Linked DNA regions of Ovis aries: region 1 is linked to region 2. The links are chromatin contacts, called in public Hi-C maps. All regions are on one chromosome and are shown on one strand. The core of a region is the stretch at or near the end of the contact, and the rest is flanking DNA. Distances in the headings are between cores, read along the strand shown.

Region 1 (4,718 bases), core at 957-3,456, 55 kb before region 2:
CTGTACACAAATGTTTATAACAGCTTTATACATAATAACTAAAAACCAGAAACAAACTGAATGTCCTTCAACAGGGGAATGGAAAAACGATGGATAAACATCTGTGCCATGAAATATGACTCAGCAGTAAAAATGAACTATTGATGCATACAACATCTGGGATGGGTCTCAAGGGCTTCTGCTTAATGAAAAGGAACCAATCTCAAAAGGTTTTATATCTTTTATAAAAGTATTATTCTATTTTTCTAACATTCTCAAAAGAACAGAATTCTAGAAATGGAGACCAAATTAGTGGTTGCCAAGTGGTGTGAGTGGTAAAGTGAGTGAAAATTAAAGCATAGCATGAAGTGGCTCCCTTGCGGTAAGGAAACAGTTTTGTATCTTGATATATACCTATAACAATATTTTACTGAACTACACACACACACACACACACATACACAAGTACAAGTGAAAACTGGTGAAATTCAAGTAAAGTCTACCATCTAATTCATACATACACACAGTGCTGATTTCCTACTTTGGTAATGTACTATAGTTATGCAAGGTGGTATCACTGCAAGCATCTGGAGGAAGGGTGCATGGGACCTCTGCACTATATCTGCAACTTCTTGTGAGTCTATAGTTATTTCAAAACAAAAAGTTTGAAACTGGGGGTGGGAGAGATTCTCAGAAGAGTCCATAAACTCTAACATGTATACAGTGCATATATATGGCAGTGACTGTTTTACAAGTGCCAAGTCACTAAATCCTCACAGTTTGTGTGTCAGTCACTCAGTCATGTCCAACTCTGCAACCCCATGGACTGTAGCCTACCAGGCTCTTGTGTGCACGGCATTCTCTGGGCAAGAATAATGGAATGGGTTGCCATTTAGCAATCCTAGAAAGCTCATTCCTTTTATTGTTCTCATTTTACAGTTAAGAAAACTGAGCCCAGAAAGAGCAACTAATTGTCTAAGGTCACCAGTCAAACGAGGAAAACTGGCCTTCAACTCCAGCCTTGCTGATTGTAGACTCTGGAATCTTCACCACCACATGGCTGCTGCCTCCAAGAGCACTGAATTCCATTCTCATAACCCGCTCAAGGAACCAGCCAAGGCAAAAAGCCTCGGGTTCCTGTCTTGTGCAGTGATGCCAACCATTTATAATGGCAACTGACCACCCCAGGGCCTGAGGCACCCCCCCAAAACACCAACTCGGCTTGGCCACAGTCACCTGCTGGGCAGGGAAAGACTTCTGGTGCGACCCTTCAAACATCCAGACCCCTCACACTGGATGTAGGATGCAGGCGGCTAATCCCGAGAACAGTGTGTTGCAGGCTAAACCATTCTCCGCAGAGGACTCTTCCACCATCAGTTTCCCATCTGGAGGTGTGTTACTCGTTCAGTTTTGAGCAGCTCTTTGCAACCACACGGGACTGCAGCCCGCCAGGCTCCTCTATCCATGGGATTCTCCATGCAAGAATAATGGAGTGGGTTACCATGCCCTTCTCCAGGGGATCTTCCAGACCTAGGGATTGAACCCAGGTCTCCCACATTGCAGGCGGATTCTTGACTAGCTGAGCCAGCAGGGAAGCCCTCCCATATAGAAAGGGTGTATTAATCTACATCCTCTGGGGGTGGTTTAGTCTCTCAGTTGTGTCCGACTCTGTGCGACCCCATGAGCTGATGAAGCCTGCCAAGCTCCTCCGTCCATGGGATTCTCCAGGCAAGAATACTGGAGTGGGTTGCCATTTCCTTCTCCAGGGGATCTTCCTGACCCAGGAATCGAACCCGTGTCTCCTGCATTACAGATAAGGAATCTGCCTCTAGGGGGACAGTAAAGAGCGTGGCATGAGCTGGTTATGTTCTATTACGAACATTTAGGTGCGGGAGACCTAAAGGAGGGAAGGAAGTCGGGTCCTCCGCGGCCATCGGCCACCCGCCGACCCCGACCCCGGCAAGCACGGAGCGCAGGCGCCCCCACGCGGCACCCACGGGATGCGCCCTCGCTCGGGCGCGCGCTTACCTGGGCCTGCAGTTCCTGCCCACCCGCATCCCGGCCCGCGGCGCCGGCGGGAACAGCCGCCAGTGGTCAGCCATGGTGCCTCGGCCGCCCACGCGGCCTCCGGTGGTGTGTGTTCCCCGCCGCTCGGGTCGCTAAGAGACCCGCCGAGCTGAGTGCTGCCCAGACTCGCCCCGGGCGCGGAGCAGCCCAGGCGCCCCCTGCTGCTACCCGGGAGCGAGCGACCCCGAGGCGTCCCTGCGCCACCCCCGCCCCACAACCCCTCCTCCAACGCCTGGGGGCGTGGACAGTGGCAGGGGAAGCTCGAAGAATCAGGTTCTTGGTTTAATTCTGTTTTTTTTTTTTAATCTGTTGTGATTAAATCTATCGGGATTTAATCTGTTGGGGTCAGTGTTCATGCTTTTCTTGCACACCACCGGTTCAAAAACTGTTGAAGGAAGAAAGCAGCTGGGGTGAGAAAAGAAAGAATGGAAAGAGAGCGAAAGGAATAGACTGACTTGTAATGGTGGGGAGGCCTTTTAGCACGGAATGTTTTTCTGGAGGTCCTGGAAATCCGTAACTCACCGCCTCTGTAAATCGGGGGCTGTGCACTGGTAACTAGTCACCAGCTGGTTCCCAGAGTCCCGCCTAGCTCTTGTGTTACTTGCTCCTTCTGCCTGGACTCACTAAAGCAGTGAAAATGTCATCCAGTTGGCCCTGGTAGGCAGATGTCCTCGTAAATATGGATTGCATGAGGATGTATTTTGGGTTTGCTAAGTTCTCTTGCTACTTCTGAGTGTTCCTGATTTAAATAGTAAGCCTTGCTTCTAGAGGAAATAGCAGCAAAACATTCTCTTCCAAAAATATTGCAATGGTTAAATTGTGTCTGTTATGGTGGGATACTTTTTTCGGCCATTTATAGATGAGTCTTCTCTTCAAACTCTTCGGGAATAAATTAGCGTTACATTTCGGCACCTGTTAAATATCTGGATGGTAATAAAGGTGCCCCAGCTGTCTCTAATTTCAGCATCTTCACCTGCTATGTGTGTTCAACGGTCTTTTCTGGGCACAGTGAATGCCTTGGAGTCCCACCACTTGAGATAACCCAGGACTCTGCTGTTTAATAGTTATGCACACAAGGACTCCCCACCCCAATGCCTAAGACTCTGCATACCCAACACTGGGGGCCCACTTTGCATCCCTGGTCGGGGAACTAGATCCCACATGCTACAACTAAGATCCAGAGCAGCCAAATAAATAAAGGAATATTTTTTAATGAGTTCTTTAAAAAAATTATGCACACACATACACCACTCCCTGGTACAGTTGCTTAAATTTTAGTTTCATTGATTTTCTAGCCTGAAAATGGGGAAAATAAAAGGATATAAGAAGTAATAACTTATAGGGTTATTGGGAAATTCAGTGAGATGATGAATGTAAAGCATTTAATGCAGTGCTGGGAAGTAGGAATCCCTCAAGAATTACTGAGTATGATTATTATCTCTGGGCTTCCCTAGTGGCTCAGATGGTGTGAACTGGGGATAATAATATTTGCCCAGCTACTTCCCAGGGTTGCTATAAGAGTTAATGTAGAAACCTACAAATGTAATCATGATAAGGGGTCCTCTTAGTTGTTTTTATCATCTTTGATAATACCTTTAATATTGTTGGATTGCAAATTCAAACGTTTTTTACTTTGAGGAAATAGGATTTCTCCCTAGGACTGAGGATTAGAGTCATGCCCACCTTGCCTTTTGTACTGTGCATGGCACAGAGTAGGTCATCATTCAACAGATATTGTCTGTTATGGCCTTCCTAGGCACTGGGGATGCAATGGGGAATAAAACAGCCTTGGTGTTTGTCATCCTGTTACTTAGTTTGTAGTGCTGTGTGAATAAGAAATCACCCGTTTTTCATGACTCTTGCATTCTCACAAGTTGATATTTGCTTCATGTAGCAATTTTGATTTCATATCTGCTCAGTTCAGTTCAGTTGCTGAGTCGTGTCCTACTCTTTTTGACCCCATGCATGGACTGCAGCACACCAGGCTTCCCCTGTCCATCACCAACTCCCAGAGCTTGCTCAAACTCATATTCATCAAGTCGGTGGTATCATCCAACCATCTCATCCTCTGTTTTCGCTTTCTCCTCCTGCCCTCAATCTTTCCAAGCATCAGGGTCTTTTCCAATGACTCAGTTCTTCACATCAGGTGGCCAAAGGATTGGCGCTTCAGGTTCCGCATCAGTCCTTCCAATGAATATTCAGGACTGATTTCCTTGAGGATTGACTGGTTGAATCTCCTTGCTGTCCAAGGGGCTCTCAAGAGTTTTCTCCAACACCACAGTTCAAAAGCATCAGTTCTTTCTTTATGGTCCAACTCTCACATCCATACATGACTACTGGAAAAACCATAGCTTTGACTAGACAGAATTTTGTAGGCAAAGTAATGTCTCTGCTTTTTAACATGCTATCTAGATTGGTCATAGCTTTTCTTCCAAGGAGCAAGCGTCTTTTAATTTCATGGCTGTAGTCACATCTGCACTCATCTCACATGCTAGTAAAGTAATGCTCAAAATTCTCCAAGCTAAGCTTCAGCAATACGTGAACCATGAACTTCCTGATGTTCAAGCTGGTTTTAGAAAAGGCAGAGGAACCAGAGATCAAATCGCCAACATCTGCTGGATCATGGAAAAAGCAAGAGAGTTCCAGAAAAACATCTATTTCTGCTTTATTGA
Region 2 (4,831 bases), core at 916-3,415:
AAGGCATCCACCCCCATGAACTTCTTTGCTTGCCAAGTTTTTATTCCTTCCTCCTGGCTCACATTAAGCCCTACCTTTCTCCGTCTCAGTTTGTAGAATCCATTGTCTGAACACTACAGAGACCACTGTTTGGTGTGCTCATCGGCTATTTATTACCTGCTACTTTACATTGTTTATTATCTTGCATGTGTATATCACCATCACCCAGATAGAAGGTAAACTCCTGAAACACAGAAACCATGCCTGTGTTGCTAGGGATCCCCAACCTGCAATGCCTGGCACATACACATACAGTGTTTAGAGGCATTGCATGCATAGTCCTATACTTTGCAAGAAAACCATGGTTATAGCATTGCTTTAAATAATTGTTCTGAAGAGATCATGGAAGGACACAGATTTTTTTTCCCCACCCACAAAGGGAACTGGCTGCATTTAGCTCTGTGTGTGTGTGTGCTAAGTCACTTCAGTCTTGTCCAACTCTTTGGGAGTCTATGAACTGTAGCCCGCCAGGCTCCTCTGTCGATGGGATTCTCCAAGCAAGAATATTGGAGTGGGTTGCCGTGCCCTCCTCCAGAGGATCTTCCTGACCCAGGAACTGAACCTGTGTCTCTTACATCTCCTGCCTTGGCAGGCAGGTTCTTTACCGCTAGTGCCACCTGGGAAGCCCCTTAGCTCTTTAGGGTGCTGCAAAAAGTGAAAGTGAAGTTGCTCAGTGGTGTCCAACTTTTTGTGACCCCATGGACTGTAGCCTACCAGGCTCCTCCGTCCATGGAATTTTTCAGGCAGGAGTACTGGAATGGGTTGCCATTTCCTTCTCCAGGGGATCTTCCCAACCCAGGGATCGAACCTGCGTCTCCCACATTGCAGGCAGATCCTTTACCATCTGAGCCACCAGGGAAGCACAAATTAGGGTGCTGGATTACCAATAAGATACAGAAACTAATCGGTGCTAGATCTGTGTGTTTCTGATTCTAATGTATCTATCTGAATTGCTTTCTCGTATCTGAATGTGGTGGCTTCTCATATCTTCCCTGGTGGCCCATATGGTAAAAGCGTCTGCCTACAATGTGGGAGACTCGGGTTCGATCCCTGGGTTGGGAAGATCCCCTGGAGAAGGAAATGGCAACCCACTCTGGCACTCTTGCCTGGAAAATCCCATGGATGGAGAAGCCTGGTAGGCTACAAACCATGGAGTCACAAAGAGTTGGGCACGACTGAGTGACTTCACTTTCTTTCTTTTCTTTCTTATCTGAATGTGGCTGAAATGGCAGGGGACAGCCGCTTCCTCTGGGTACCCTTTAAGGGCTCCTTGGACTTGTAGCTGTCAAGCTGCTCTCACAGGACCTTGACTGTGGCTTTGGCTGTGACTGTTCATGCCTGTCTTCTGCTCTTCTCTGGTTGCCCATCATGGTCTTCTCTCCCAGCATCTTATAAGCAAAGGTGATGGAAAATATAGTTTTCTTCTACTATGTTCTGTTGACTGAACCAATATTTCTCCAAAACCTGCATTGTCCTGGAGGAGTGGGGAGGATTAAAGAAAAAACAAAACCCTACTCTTTTTCTGTAGGTCAGCACCAACAGGTAACCTAACATATTCCAATATTGAGTAGCTGCACTTCTCGTTTTTGGCTGCTAATATCACGTGCGTCATGTTGCTTCTGAGTAACCTCAGTTTTTTAGAAGATGTTTTCCATCCTGAGTACTTTTTTCCCTAAGAAATTCCTATATAATGTGTTATGAGATTCAAAAAAAATGAATGACCCATCCAGTTAAGGGGGAGTCTCAAGGACTTCACAAAGGAGGAGAAATTACTGCCCTGCATTTTCCTGGAAATTTTTGGGTAAGAAAAAGAGGTTTTTATTTGAAGCAGATAACTTGAAAGGTGTCTATGGGAGATACACCACAGGATGCCAAGTTTTAGTAGTCCAGGCCTCCAATTCAAAATCCTCTAGGAGACAATTATTATTTCCATGTTACACTTTTCATAGTTAACATACCAGTTTTAGGTAGCTTTCGTTCAGTGTTAACTGAGCTGTTTCTAGGGGCTGTGTGTGCACTTTATACCAGAGAAACTCTGGTATATCTCTCCTGCATAGAGTTACCATATAAAGCCTGGCTCTGACACGAAGAGACACAGACCCTTCCTTGTCCTTCCGTGGCCTCCGGGTTCTATCTGGTCAGCCTCTGTCAGCTGCTATCCCCCATCTCTCTTTCTCTCTGGGCCTGACTCTCCCTTGCTCCTCTCAGATAACTAAGACTCCCATTTAGAAGATAAGATAAAACACCACAAAGCTCTTAAAAAAAAAAAAAACAAAAAACTGCCTAAAATGATCAATTAGGCTGCTCTATGGCTGGGGTGGGGAGAGATCACTGTGTGTGTGGCAGGGGTGGGGGAAGTGGAGGGGGGGTGTTTCCCCAACAAGTGAGTCTGAGCTGGATCCCAAGCTTGGAAGGAAAGGGTTTTTGTGGTTTCTCTTTAAATTTTTCCATCTCACCAATCTGACCTCAAATTGGTAAATCAGTACCGATAGTACAGGCCAAGAATATTTTACTAATGTGCTGTTTGGATAAAAATCAGATGGTTAGATGTTCCAGCTGGTGCCAAACCACAAGGAGCCCCCAGTCCTATAACATGGCCGACTCACGGACAGGAATTGATTTCCGGCCCGCCAGACGACTGTGTTAGCTCTGACAAGTGTGGGTTTTCTGCGTGCATTTTATTTCAGCACCACTTTGTTTTTCCCTGCAGAGTCTTGAGATATTTTCCACTGAGAACTAGAGTAATATCATTAAGTTCCCTTACAACTCCGCTTCTGTTACATTGGAGGCCTGGACTACTAAAAACTTGGCATCCTGTGGTGTGCTGTGTCACAGGGCGTGGTTTCCATCCTGTTTTGAGGCCAATGTCTCTGTTTATCATGATTCATATCCTCACCGCTAGAGGGGTTTCAGGTGATGTCATTAGCTGCTGCTTATGCAATCTAGTTATTGTTTCATTAGTGGACTTATACTCTTTCTATCCATAGATCTCCTTTTCCTCTCTTCTTTTAAAAATTTTTCTCAGTGTTGGGAGTTCCCTAGCTGTCCAGTGGTTGGGACTCCACACTTCCACTGCCGTGGGCACAGGTTCAATCCCTGGTTGGGGAAGTAAGATTCCACATGCCGTGTGGCACAACACCCCCCAATTTTTTTTCTCAGTGTTAAGTTTTTTTTTATTCATTGTAAACGTTTGGAAAATACATAATCTCGTCGAGGAGAAAATAAAGAGTCGGACACGACTAAGCAACTTCACTTTCACTTTTCACTTTCATGCATTGGAGAAGGAAATGGCAACCCACTCCAGTGTTCTTGCCTGGAGAATCCCAGGGACGGGGGAGCCTGGTGGGCTGCCGTCTATGGGGTCACACAGAGTTAGACATGACTGAAGCAACTTAGCAGATCCCAACAGCTATCAGATCAAAATAACAGCTATCAGATCCCTGATAGCTCAGTTGGTAAAGAATCTGCCTGCAATGCAGGAGACCCTGGTTCGATTCCTGGGTTGGGAAGATCCGCTGGAGAAGGGATAGGTTACCCACTCTAGTACTCTTGGGCTTCCCTTGTGGCTCAGCTGGTAAAGAATCTGCCTGCAATGGTGGGGGCTGGGTTCGATCCCTGGGTTGGGAAGATACCCTGGAGAAGGGAACGGGTACTCACTCCAGTATTCTGGCCTGGAGAATTCCAAGGACTGTATAGTCCATGGGGTCTCAAACAGCTGGACATGACTGAGCAACTTTCACTTTCAGATCCCAACATGCAGAGTTAGTCACTGTTTGCATTCTGGTTTATTTATTCTCAGTCTCTGGTCTTATCTTTCTTAAGCACCTCAAGTGATCTTAACTTTTTAAAAAATGAATTTATTTTTAATTGAAGGATAATTGCTGTACAGAATTGTGTTGGTTTCTGCCAAACATCAACATGAATCAACCATAGGTATACATATGTCCCCTCAATGATCTTAACTTTAAAAAAGCAGTTTTTCCAAAAAATACCAAGACAATACCCAGATCAAGTCCAATTCCAAAGCAGTAGTTATTTAACTCACTTCAATTTAACAGTACTTCCTTCTCAACTTTATGCCTTATCTCTGTTCTTCACTCACTAAGCTGTGTCCGACTCTTTGAGATCCCATGGACTGCAGCATGGTAGGCTTCCCTGTTCTTCACTATCTCCCAGTGTTGGCTAAAACTCTTGTCCGTTGATTTGGTGATGCCATTCAACCATCTCTTGTCTTAGCTCGATATTAAACTTAATTAGCTAAATCTTAAAATGCAGTTTAATAACAAGTTAGCTACTAGATATTAGGTTTATGTGTATTAACCTTGGGTGCAGTATTAATCAGGCTTCTCTTATAATGCTGGATAACAAACAACCCCCCAAACTCAGCAGCTTATACATGTTAGGAAGTAACATGTACTTCCTACTCCTTATGGCCAGGTTGGCTGCAATTTGAGCTGAGCTATGTCAGCTGACTTAGGCTGGACTCCTGGCACCATGGCTGGTCTACACATGACCATTTTAGGGCCTTGGCTGAAGGGTCACCAACTGCCTGGGACAGGGTAGCAGAGGGCGGCTGGTGGAAACTTGCCATGCCTTTAAGGCCTCAGCTTGAAGCTGGGGCATTCCCATTCCACCCACATTCAGTTAATCAAGTCAAGTCACTTGGCCACACCTGAAGTCTGCAGGGTGGCAATGTTACTCGTCATGTAGAAGGGCCAATGTGTATTAGTCTGGGACTGTGCTCTATTTGTTTGTGAGGGGTGTCATAACAGTAACCACAGACTGGGTGACC

Evidence for each region. A called contact is a pair of places that touch in the nucleus more often than the background predicts.
Region 1: a contact with region 2 is called in a Hi-C map of hypothalamus, with 2.0 times the contacts expected there. The contact joins the promoter of FAM47E here to the enhancer-like site in region 2. A contact is called at or near these places in 2 of 16 Hi-C or Micro-C datasets (hypothalamus and skin fibroblasts).

What each region holds. Positions count from the first base shown.
Region 1 is chr6:91,899,255-91,903,972 of ARS-UI_Ramb_v3.0, reverse strand. FAM47E (family with sequence similarity 47 member E) reads right to left here and starts at 2,206. Exons shown (of 7, transcript XM_027971105.3): 1 at 2,008-2,206. The coding sequence starts at 2,081.
Region 2 is chr6:91,844,200-91,849,030 of ARS-UI_Ramb_v3.0, reverse strand. All of the region lies in intron 1 of SCARB2 (scavenger receptor class B member 2), which reads left to right. Among named protein-coding and RNA genes, the nearest start is that of SCARB2, 22 kb to the left of the region's middle. Within about 2 kb of position 2,165, at least 29 of the 54 cell types and tissues checked have an H3K27ac peak or open chromatin away from gene starts, as enhancers often do. A contact at or near this core is called in hypothalamus, where this site is marked.